2 separate regions of the Mus musculus genome follow, and region 2 is linked to region 1. A link is a contact called in public promoter capture Hi-C data. All regions are on one chromosome and are shown on one strand. Each heading gives the region's core, a stretch centred on a gene start, on an enhancer-like site or on the middle of the called end of the contact. The rest is flanking DNA. Distances are from core to core; before and after follow the strand shown.

What was found. Promoter capture Hi-C pulls out the DNA fragments that hold promoters and counts their contacts.
Region 2: a promoter capture Hi-C map of liver shows a contact between it and region 1, with 3 times the contacts expected there. The contact joins the promoter of Zc4h2 here to the promoter of Apoo in region 1. A contact is called at or near these places in 3 of 39 promoter capture datasets (cranial neural crest, liver and pre-B cells) and 1 of 9 other capture datasets (liver).

The regions. Positions count from the first base shown.
Region 1 is chrX:94,364,268-94,368,561 of GRCm38.p6, reverse strand. Apoo (apolipoprotein O) reads right to left here and starts at 1,452. Exons shown (of 9, transcript NM_026673.4): 1 at 1,400-1,452. The coding sequence starts at 1,408. Fam90a1b (family with sequence similarity 90, member A1B) reads left to right here and starts at 1,785. Exons shown (of 10, transcript NM_001362881.1): 1 at 1,785-1,931; 2 at 2,819-2,903; 3 at 3,972-4,107. The coding sequence starts at 3,992.
Region 2 is chrX:95,656,692-95,660,860 of GRCm38.p6, reverse strand. It overlaps Zc4h2 (zinc finger, C4H2 domain containing), which reads left to right and starts at 2,352. Exons shown (of 5, transcript NM_001003916.2): 1 at 2,352-2,609. The coding sequence starts at 2,557.

The DNA of each region.
Region 1 (4,294 bases), core at 203-2,702:
ACTCCAAGCTTGGGAGTTTTATCCTCTCCTCTTCCCCTAGTGAATAAGAAAGTACTGTTATGTCAGTCATCTTGAAACCATAAGGAAGACCAACAATGCCATAGTAAATGCCATAGTAAACCCTGATGGCATTGCTGAGCCAACAAATCTATGAGTTCAGTGTCCATCCTTCCTCTGCATTTAGTGACATAATTCCCCTCAGTATTTAACAGTTAGACTTTATTACCCTAATTTCACAATGGGGGGGGGGGGGAACAGGCAGTTAAGTGGAGTTAAGTGACATGTCCATTATCATATAGCTAGTAACTGACAATACCACAGCACTGGAAGGCAGAAGCCATGGTCTCATTTTGCAGCCCTTACTATTGTGCCTCAAACACCCACCGCAGCTGCAAGAAACTTTGAAATGAGGAGCACAAGTCTGAAATTTCATTAGCACCATTCTGTAAATATTGTGTTTCTTGAGACTTGATTTTGTAGATTTCTGGCTGCCTGTGGCTATTTTTTAAGACAGAAACTTTATGTAACACTGGTTGTCCTGGAAATCGCTACGTAAACCAGGCTATCCTCGAACTCATCTTCATGAATTTATCCACTGCCTCTGCCTCCTGAGTGCTGGGATTAAAGGTGTGCACAGCCTGTGGGGTTTTTTTAATGACAAAATATATTTGCCGTTTAAGAAAGAATAATTTATGCTAAAATACAGGTTTTTGAAAGTCTTCACTGTAAATGTCCATCTTATGGAGGACAGTTCGAAAAAACTGTAAGAGGGGAGAAGAGTCGACTTCATACTAATGCTCACTGGGCAGTAAAGCTCCAGCTACATACACACACACACACACACACACACACACACACACACAGAGAGAGAGAGGGGGGGAGGGGGAGGGAGGGGGAGGGAGGGGAAGGGAGGGAGAGAGGGGGGGATGAGGGGGAGAGAGAGAGAGACCCCCCCGCCCCGCCCCAAGCCAGCATCCCCGACATCCTCCGAAGCTGACCCTCCCCCACCCACGGGCCAGGTTCTGAAACTTGATCCTGCCAAGCAACCAAAGCCACAAACCCTGCAGCGCCCAGACCTGGCTTCATCCTCCCCACAACCCCAAAAGGGCATTAGCCGAGGAGGTGGGCACGATAGAGGCGTTTTAACTTTTCAAAGTGTTTCATTCGCGAGAGAGCTCAAAGGGCCGATCCCACCAATCTAGGGTTTCACTCCACAACCTCACAGGTGCTGGTACCGAGTGCTGAATGAACCGCCGCCAAGCCAGAATTTAGCCCGGAGGTGAAAAAGGCCTCAGGAGGAACCGAGTCTGGTCCCCAAAAAGACGCCCGGGAGCGTGGGGAGGGCTCCTGGAGGCTGAGAGGGGACAATGACAGCTGTGACCCGGCTCCACATTCTCACCTTGAACATGTCGCTGGCAGCCGCGGCTCCGGCAGGGTCACCCCTCCCTTGGCCCCTCCCACTATAAAAAAGGCAACTACGGTGGCCGGGTTAGATCCTGATTCCCTTGACCACGAGCGAGCACGAGATGATGCTGTGACGCCAGCTTAACCCGCCAAAAGCTCGGCCTGCGCCGCTAGGTGGCGTGTCGCGTTGCTTAGCAACCGAGAGGCGCGCGCGGGAACCTAACAAATTCAAACCCCGCCTCCTAGACAGTCCTGCCTCCTTGCAGGCTGTTGCTAGGCGGCAAAAGGCTGCAGGTCCGTGTGGGCGGCCGCACGCTGTGGTGAGAAGAAGGCGGTTCTCTGGCTCCCTGCCGCGCCGGGGACTGGCTTTCGCCTCCACTGCCAGGCTCCGGCTGCGAGGGTTGAGAATCCTGCACGCTGAGGCAGCCAGGCGGTGGCGCCCGACGGACGAGGGTAAACTGCACCAGTCTCTTAGGGAGAAGCAGCGGATCGACCCGACCTTGGGGCATCGATTTACCTCATAAAAGGTTTTTCCCTTAAAGAATTTACCTTGCGCTGAACGGTCCTTAAGTTTTACGTTTAAACTAAATGTAACATGTCGCTTACTTGTGAAAAAATGACCGGTACCGGTGTTTTTCTTTTTAAAGTACTAAAGTGTAAATCTGACAATCAAATATTGGTCCCATTTAATACTTGTAGACGTAAAATGGCAGTATTTGGCTATTTGCGAGAAAAACTGGCGTTGTCGCTGGTTTAATAATTTCATTTTTTCCACCCAAGTCTATGGGCACAATTGTCACGGCCGAGCGTCCAAGGCTGTGAAAAATCTAAGGCTAGGATTCAACTCCAGGTAGGCTGCCTCTTGAAATCTCAGCGCTAGCCTCAGGGAACACTAGCGGGTCCGATAAAGACGGCGTATTTCATATTTCGTTTCTGTCCTAATTCGACAGAAAATGGAAGAAGCCCTGTGGGCGGGCGTCCTGGAGATGCGGAGATTTTTTCAGTGTAAGGTCACTTGTCCTTTTACCCAGAGACTGATTGGGACACACCTGTCCTTAAGGAAATTAGGGGGGTTTTTATTCGCTGAGGGAGAGAGAGAGAGAGAGAGAGAGAGAGAGAGAGAGAGAGAGAGAGAGAGAGAGAGAGAGAGAGAGAGAGAGAGAAGGAAAAGGCGCGCCGCGCGTCTGGGACAAGCTGGAGCGCTTCGGTAAGAAGTTAGGTTTGTCGTAGTATGTAGTATCGGAGCTTTAGTTCAGTGATTTGTGGTCAAAGTTTTTTGGTTTTTTTTTTTTTTTTTAAAGCGGGACTTTGCGGTGTTCGAAAGTTTCAGGGAGGAGAAAGCCCTAGAGCTCAGCCTACTGCCGGACCAACTTCCAAATGTTACGAGCGGCTTTTTTTTCCCCCTTCTCAACAGAATTGTGTGTTCCGAGCCATCTCCATCTCCAGACCCTGAGGAGAAATACTGAATAGACTCGGAAGGCTCTGTCTGCATCAGTAAGGTAACATCTTAGAAGTGGGAAGCATGGTGATGATAAGTTACAGCCAAAGCGCTTGCTTAATGCCAGGAGTTGCGGGGGTATGTGAACTAGGAAAAGAAGGAAATGACAATTTCACCTTCACTAAACTCTAACTGAACTTTAGCATTTAAGTACGGTGTAGGCAACAAACCTTAGTATTAGCAGTACTTGCGAGTGTCGCCAATAGAAAGCAGGTATTTTCAAACCATTTACAGTCACAGCAGCTAACTAAAAATATCACTTATGCTCATTACTACAAAAGTACAATCGTTATTAAATTTTTATTTTATGCATAAAGAAGACACGTGTTACTGAAATTTCCTTTTAAAAGGTATTTTGAAGATATGAGTAAGAATTTGGGGAGCTTCATCCAGACGGGAATGTAATACTTAAAAGAGTAAAAACTTTTTGGTAGAATCAGTAATCTCTTACGTACTGATCAAAACACCAAAGGGGGACGGAACCACGGAGAGGTTAAGCAATTTGATTAGTCTCACAAGTGTTCAGTAAAAAATGGACCAAAAAAAAATCTTTAGAAAATGTGTAAAATTCTCCACTCAGAAAAATATCCCCTGCCAGTAAGGAGTTTGTGAGGAAAATGACCAATCCTGAATTATTGCTCCAAAAAGCTAACTTCAAGAGCCAGGTGTGGTGGTGATCATCTGTAATCCCAGTGTACATGGGGTGTTGGGGCAGGAGGTTTAGCTTCAAGCTACTGTCTGCTACAGATTGAATTTGAGACCAGCCTAAGCTACGTGGGACCCTGTGTCCCAAAAAGACAAGTTAACTTCAGTGCTACAGTGACTAGAAGGAGAAAGATGGGCAAAAGGGAGACGGATTAGGAGGTTATGGAGAGGTCCAGTCTTTCTGACATAGCATGTGGTATTTCAGTATGGAAAGGGTACAAACTGGACACAACACTAAAAGCACACTGCTTTCTTCTTAAAGGGATTCAAAACTTTACACAACAATCATAGGACATTTGAGTCTAGTCCAAATATAAGAACGTGAGGATTATAACCTTAAAAGCTTAATGTTATGTGTGTTCAGATTATTTCTTTGTAGGGAAAATGGAAAAGTCCTCAAATACAACAGGTTCTGGTGGTCCAAAATCAGATAGTCAGCTCCCAGAAAAGCTCCGCAGGACATTCTCTGCTCGTGCTGCAAAGATAAAGGCAAGAAAAGCGTAAGAAGCCATCCTTTTGCCTTCTGTTGTAATTCCACAACTAGACAAATAACGAACTTACCCACCTTCTTTGTTTATTTGTTTGTTTTGGTTTTTTTGTGTTGTTTGTGTGTTTGTTTTCTTAATGTGTAAATTAAAATTGAGGGGTTTTTTCTTTTTTTCTTATTTATTTACTTCCCAAACGCTA
Region 2 (4,169 bases), core at 1,103-3,602, 1.3 Mb before region 1:
TGATAATTACAGCACAATTAGCATCTGCTTACAGGCATTCTCCCTTAACACCTACAAACTTGAAACTTTCCCAGGAATCCCATTTATAGCTAACTGATACGTACTGAACACCTTGTGTGCCAAACTACAATGAATCTTATTACTTTATCAGACTATAGTTCCACCCAAGTGAAGTAGCCACTTCACTTATCTCACTTATGGAAAACTGAGAAAACAAATGGTTTCTTAACCTTTTGGTATGCTATCTGAGAGTCACCAAAATGGTTTTTATGGCTAATGCTAAAACAAATAATCGTGACTCTCTAAAGGAGTCTATGTGTATATTTGGGGAAATCTCATTTTCTTTGACTTTCCTTTAGAAAATCCCATATTCATATTCTCATGTGTGCTCTAGGTCTCTTCTTGAGGACCTTTCCTCCTTAATATCTGTCTTAGTCAATGTTCTATTGCTGTGAAGAAACATGACCATCCCAATTCTTATAAAGGAAAGCGTTCAATTGGGTCTTACTTACAGTTTCATGTTTCATTACCCACATGGCAGAAAGCATGGTGGCACGCAGGCAGATGGTGGCTGCAGAAGCAGCTGAGAGTTCTACATCTGGATTCACAGGAAGCAGAAAGAGCCTGGCTTGAGCTTAATGCCATTCCATAAGGACTGAGCATTCAAATACAAGAGCCTATGGTGGCCATTCCTATTCAAACCACCACAATATCTTTCACGAAATCTCTAATTCTGCTTCCTGAAATTCCTCTCTCTAGTAAATCTATGAATTGCAGTTTAGTAAAGTACCTCAAAGATTCGGGGCCCTCAACAGGCAGCTGAGAGGGACAATGTGGAGGTGAGTCTTGTTAACTTACCTCTCACACTCCTTTCTGAAGCCTGGCTTCCACGTGAATCTATCTTCTTTGAATAACTAATACCCTCTTACTAGCTTTCATTTTCTTTAACTCTAAACTTTGCTTTCACTGGCATCTTCTCATATCACCCCAATTTAATTGCTCCTGTGCTTTTAAATTATTTTACTTTAGAATTTAGAGATGTAGCTTAGTAGTGGAGTACATGCTAAGGATGTATAAGGTTCTGAGTAGAATTTCCAGCACCAAAAATTGATATATACTCTAAATATAATTGCACATTATTTGGCATACAGTAAGCACAAATGCATACTGAATAACTATGTGCCTATAGGATGAATTCCAAACTCTAATCTGACACTCCATGGTATTTCAAAATCTGGCTGCTAGGGAATGAGCTTCAGTTTTGTTTTGTTTTGGTTTTTTTTTTCAGGGATGCTGATTCCATAATACTGTCCATGCTCCAGTAGATGGCCCTACACCGGTGCATGCACGGGTAGCACCAAAAAATGGCTTAAAGGAAGAATGCATGAATTTAGGAGGGAGATAGTTCTGGAAGGGATAGGAGAGTAGCAACTTGGGAGTGAATTTGATGGAAATACACGGTATAACACATAAAATAGCCAAAGAAAACATTCTAAAATATTTTTAAAATGTGTCTACAATCTATCTTTTCTTGATACAGCTTCTACTTCTCTCTCTAATATACCACTTCAAGAACCCTATATTCCAGGCACTTTGAACCACTTGCCCTTTGCATTCTCCATGTAGGCCATTGCTTCCATGAAATCTCACTCTTCTCTGGAAAACTCTTAGTTTTAAAAACATATTAACACCTTCTATGTTCAGGTTTCACTGATTATCTCGGCGTTGTGACAGCTCTATTTACAATATACTTCACTCTCTCCTTCACAAAGGCTACGAACTTGCTTTTATTTTCTTTGCCTCTTCAGGGCCTCCCTCAGTAAACCTTTCATTGACTGGCAAAGTACAAGCACACTAATAGTTCAGTGGATGAGGAACCAGAAGGAAAGAGGTCCTTCCTCCAACTCGGTTTCCTGATTTTGAAGAGTCCCCTTTTTCTTGTTCAGCCCCGTCTCCGCCGCTCCCCCCGCCCCGGTTTTCAGTTCCAGTCTATTTACATTTCAATGTCAAAGCTACAAATCCCTAGGTAGCATCTAGAAAATTTGACATCTAGGAAGCTAAATCACCTACAGTTTCTCTCCAGCCCAAGGCATTCTGTAATAAATGATTTCTTAATTTGTTGACAGGGTGGGGTGGGGGTAGGCGTGAGGCCCGAGTCCGAGTCTTGTGATAAAAGGTATGTTTCTCATCTTCCTAGCTGCTTTCGAGAAAATTTTCTCCATTTTGCCGCACATTGGTAGGGCAAATATCTTCATTCCTTTGCTTATAATCTTTGACATAATTATCAGTGACATATTGATTTAAAGTGCCGCTACAGGAACTGGAACAGGAATGCTTTGCTTGGCCTTCTGGGAGTTGTAGTTCTAGAGGCACCCGGGTTGCCTGGCTGGCCCCGGAACTGTGGACTACAGCTCCCAGGCCTTCTCTAAGCCCTTACCACACAGGCTCAAAGCCACAAACCAGTAGGAGGTGGCTGTATTGTATCTATTGTATGCCTTGGCTGGTGCATTTTTTTTTTTAAACAATTCCCTGGACGTGAAATTGAGAGTGAAAAGCATGGCAGATGAACAAGAAATCATGTGCAAATTGGAAAGCATTAAAGAGATCAGGTAAGCGGGTCACTGCTTAATGCAGCATCCTTCCACTCTCCTCGATCACCCCTCCCTTCCCAGGCATCCCTGGGAGCAAGGAGTACTGCTTGTTGTTGGTTTGTTTTTGTTTTTGTTGTTGTTGTTTGGTGAAAACTATCTATTGTTGGGCTACTTGCAAAGGGAATCAGGAGCTGGAAGGGGGTCCATTCATCACAGACTTAATAGATGAGGTGAAGAATGAAGGGGCTTGGCTAAATTGAAATCAAGTCTAGAGGAGGTAGTTGGTGGAAGTGTGTGTGTGTGTGTGTGTGTGTGTGTGTGTGTGTGTGTGTTGTGTGTACCAGGAAGAAGGGAAGAAGTGGAGATGGCGATGTCTTCCCAGATGTAGCTGAGATAGAATAGAGGTAGAGGGATAAACCAGGACAACTAAATGTATTTTTTTTTTTAGTGTTCTTTTTGTTTAGAACAAGTCGCTTTTTGCTTCTTGCTTTATAACAGTTGAGAATGATTTTTCTGTCAGCCTCATGACCCAGAGCTTGAGAAAGCCTTTTGAAAGCCAAGTTTAACTGGCCAATTCATTCAGTTTGCAACTTTGCTGTGGCTGTAGTCTGAGGATGCTGATGAAGCTGGGGAGTGGGCTGTTCTTATTTGCCTGTAACTCTTTCACCACTTTTTTTTTTCCTATCCTGGGGTTGGAAGAAGGTTGTGAACTATGAGGATGTGAACAAGAGCTGGAGGTTTGGCAAACTGAGAATTGTCACACCTCCAATAGGTTACTCAGTGAGCAAGTTTTTGATACTGCAGTGTTATTCCCGCCAAGAAAACAATAATAATTCAAATGCTGACTATGTTGGCCTCCCCTGCTGTGCCTAACTCCCTGAATCTGTAGTGTTTTTCAGACATATGGAAAAAGAAAGAAAAAGGACATAGAGTGTATCTTTTGTTAAAAATTAGGCCATATAATTTAACCCTGACAAAATTGACAATAGATTTAACCTTTGTGGTATCTCTGCGGGATCTACACATGGTGATGGTAGTGAAGAATCTTGGTTTCTTCTTCCTTTTGGAGGGATTGTGTGTTTTTCCTTTTGCAAAGTAAGGAAATGATCATTTATTGAGCCCCTGTTATGCCAGCCCCTCCCCCATTTCAATCCATTTTTGCAAGTTCCCTGTGACCTTTGTCATAAGTGGAAAAATGGGGGTCTGGAGAATTTGAGTGAGTTCTTATATTCATGAAGCTTAACAATGCTACATTTTCACAGGAATTGAGTCTGCCTACAAAGGCTCTGTTCTTCTGTTTCCCACTGAAGGTCTGCTGCTGTCTTTTTCTACAAAGACATCAGGAGATAGGAAATGAGATTCTTTGGTGCAGAAGAATGCTAAGGATGAAACTAATGAAAAGCTTAGACCTTTGAATAGAGGGTCTCTAACTTCAGTCTTCTCTTCATGGACTTTAAAATAAGTTTATCTTATCCCCAGAAGTGGACTATTTGGGATCAAGGTCATTAATCCCCAGTGAAAATAGACCCTTTTCAGTGGAGAACAAGTCAGGAGCCATGACTTCTTTTCTCAACCAGG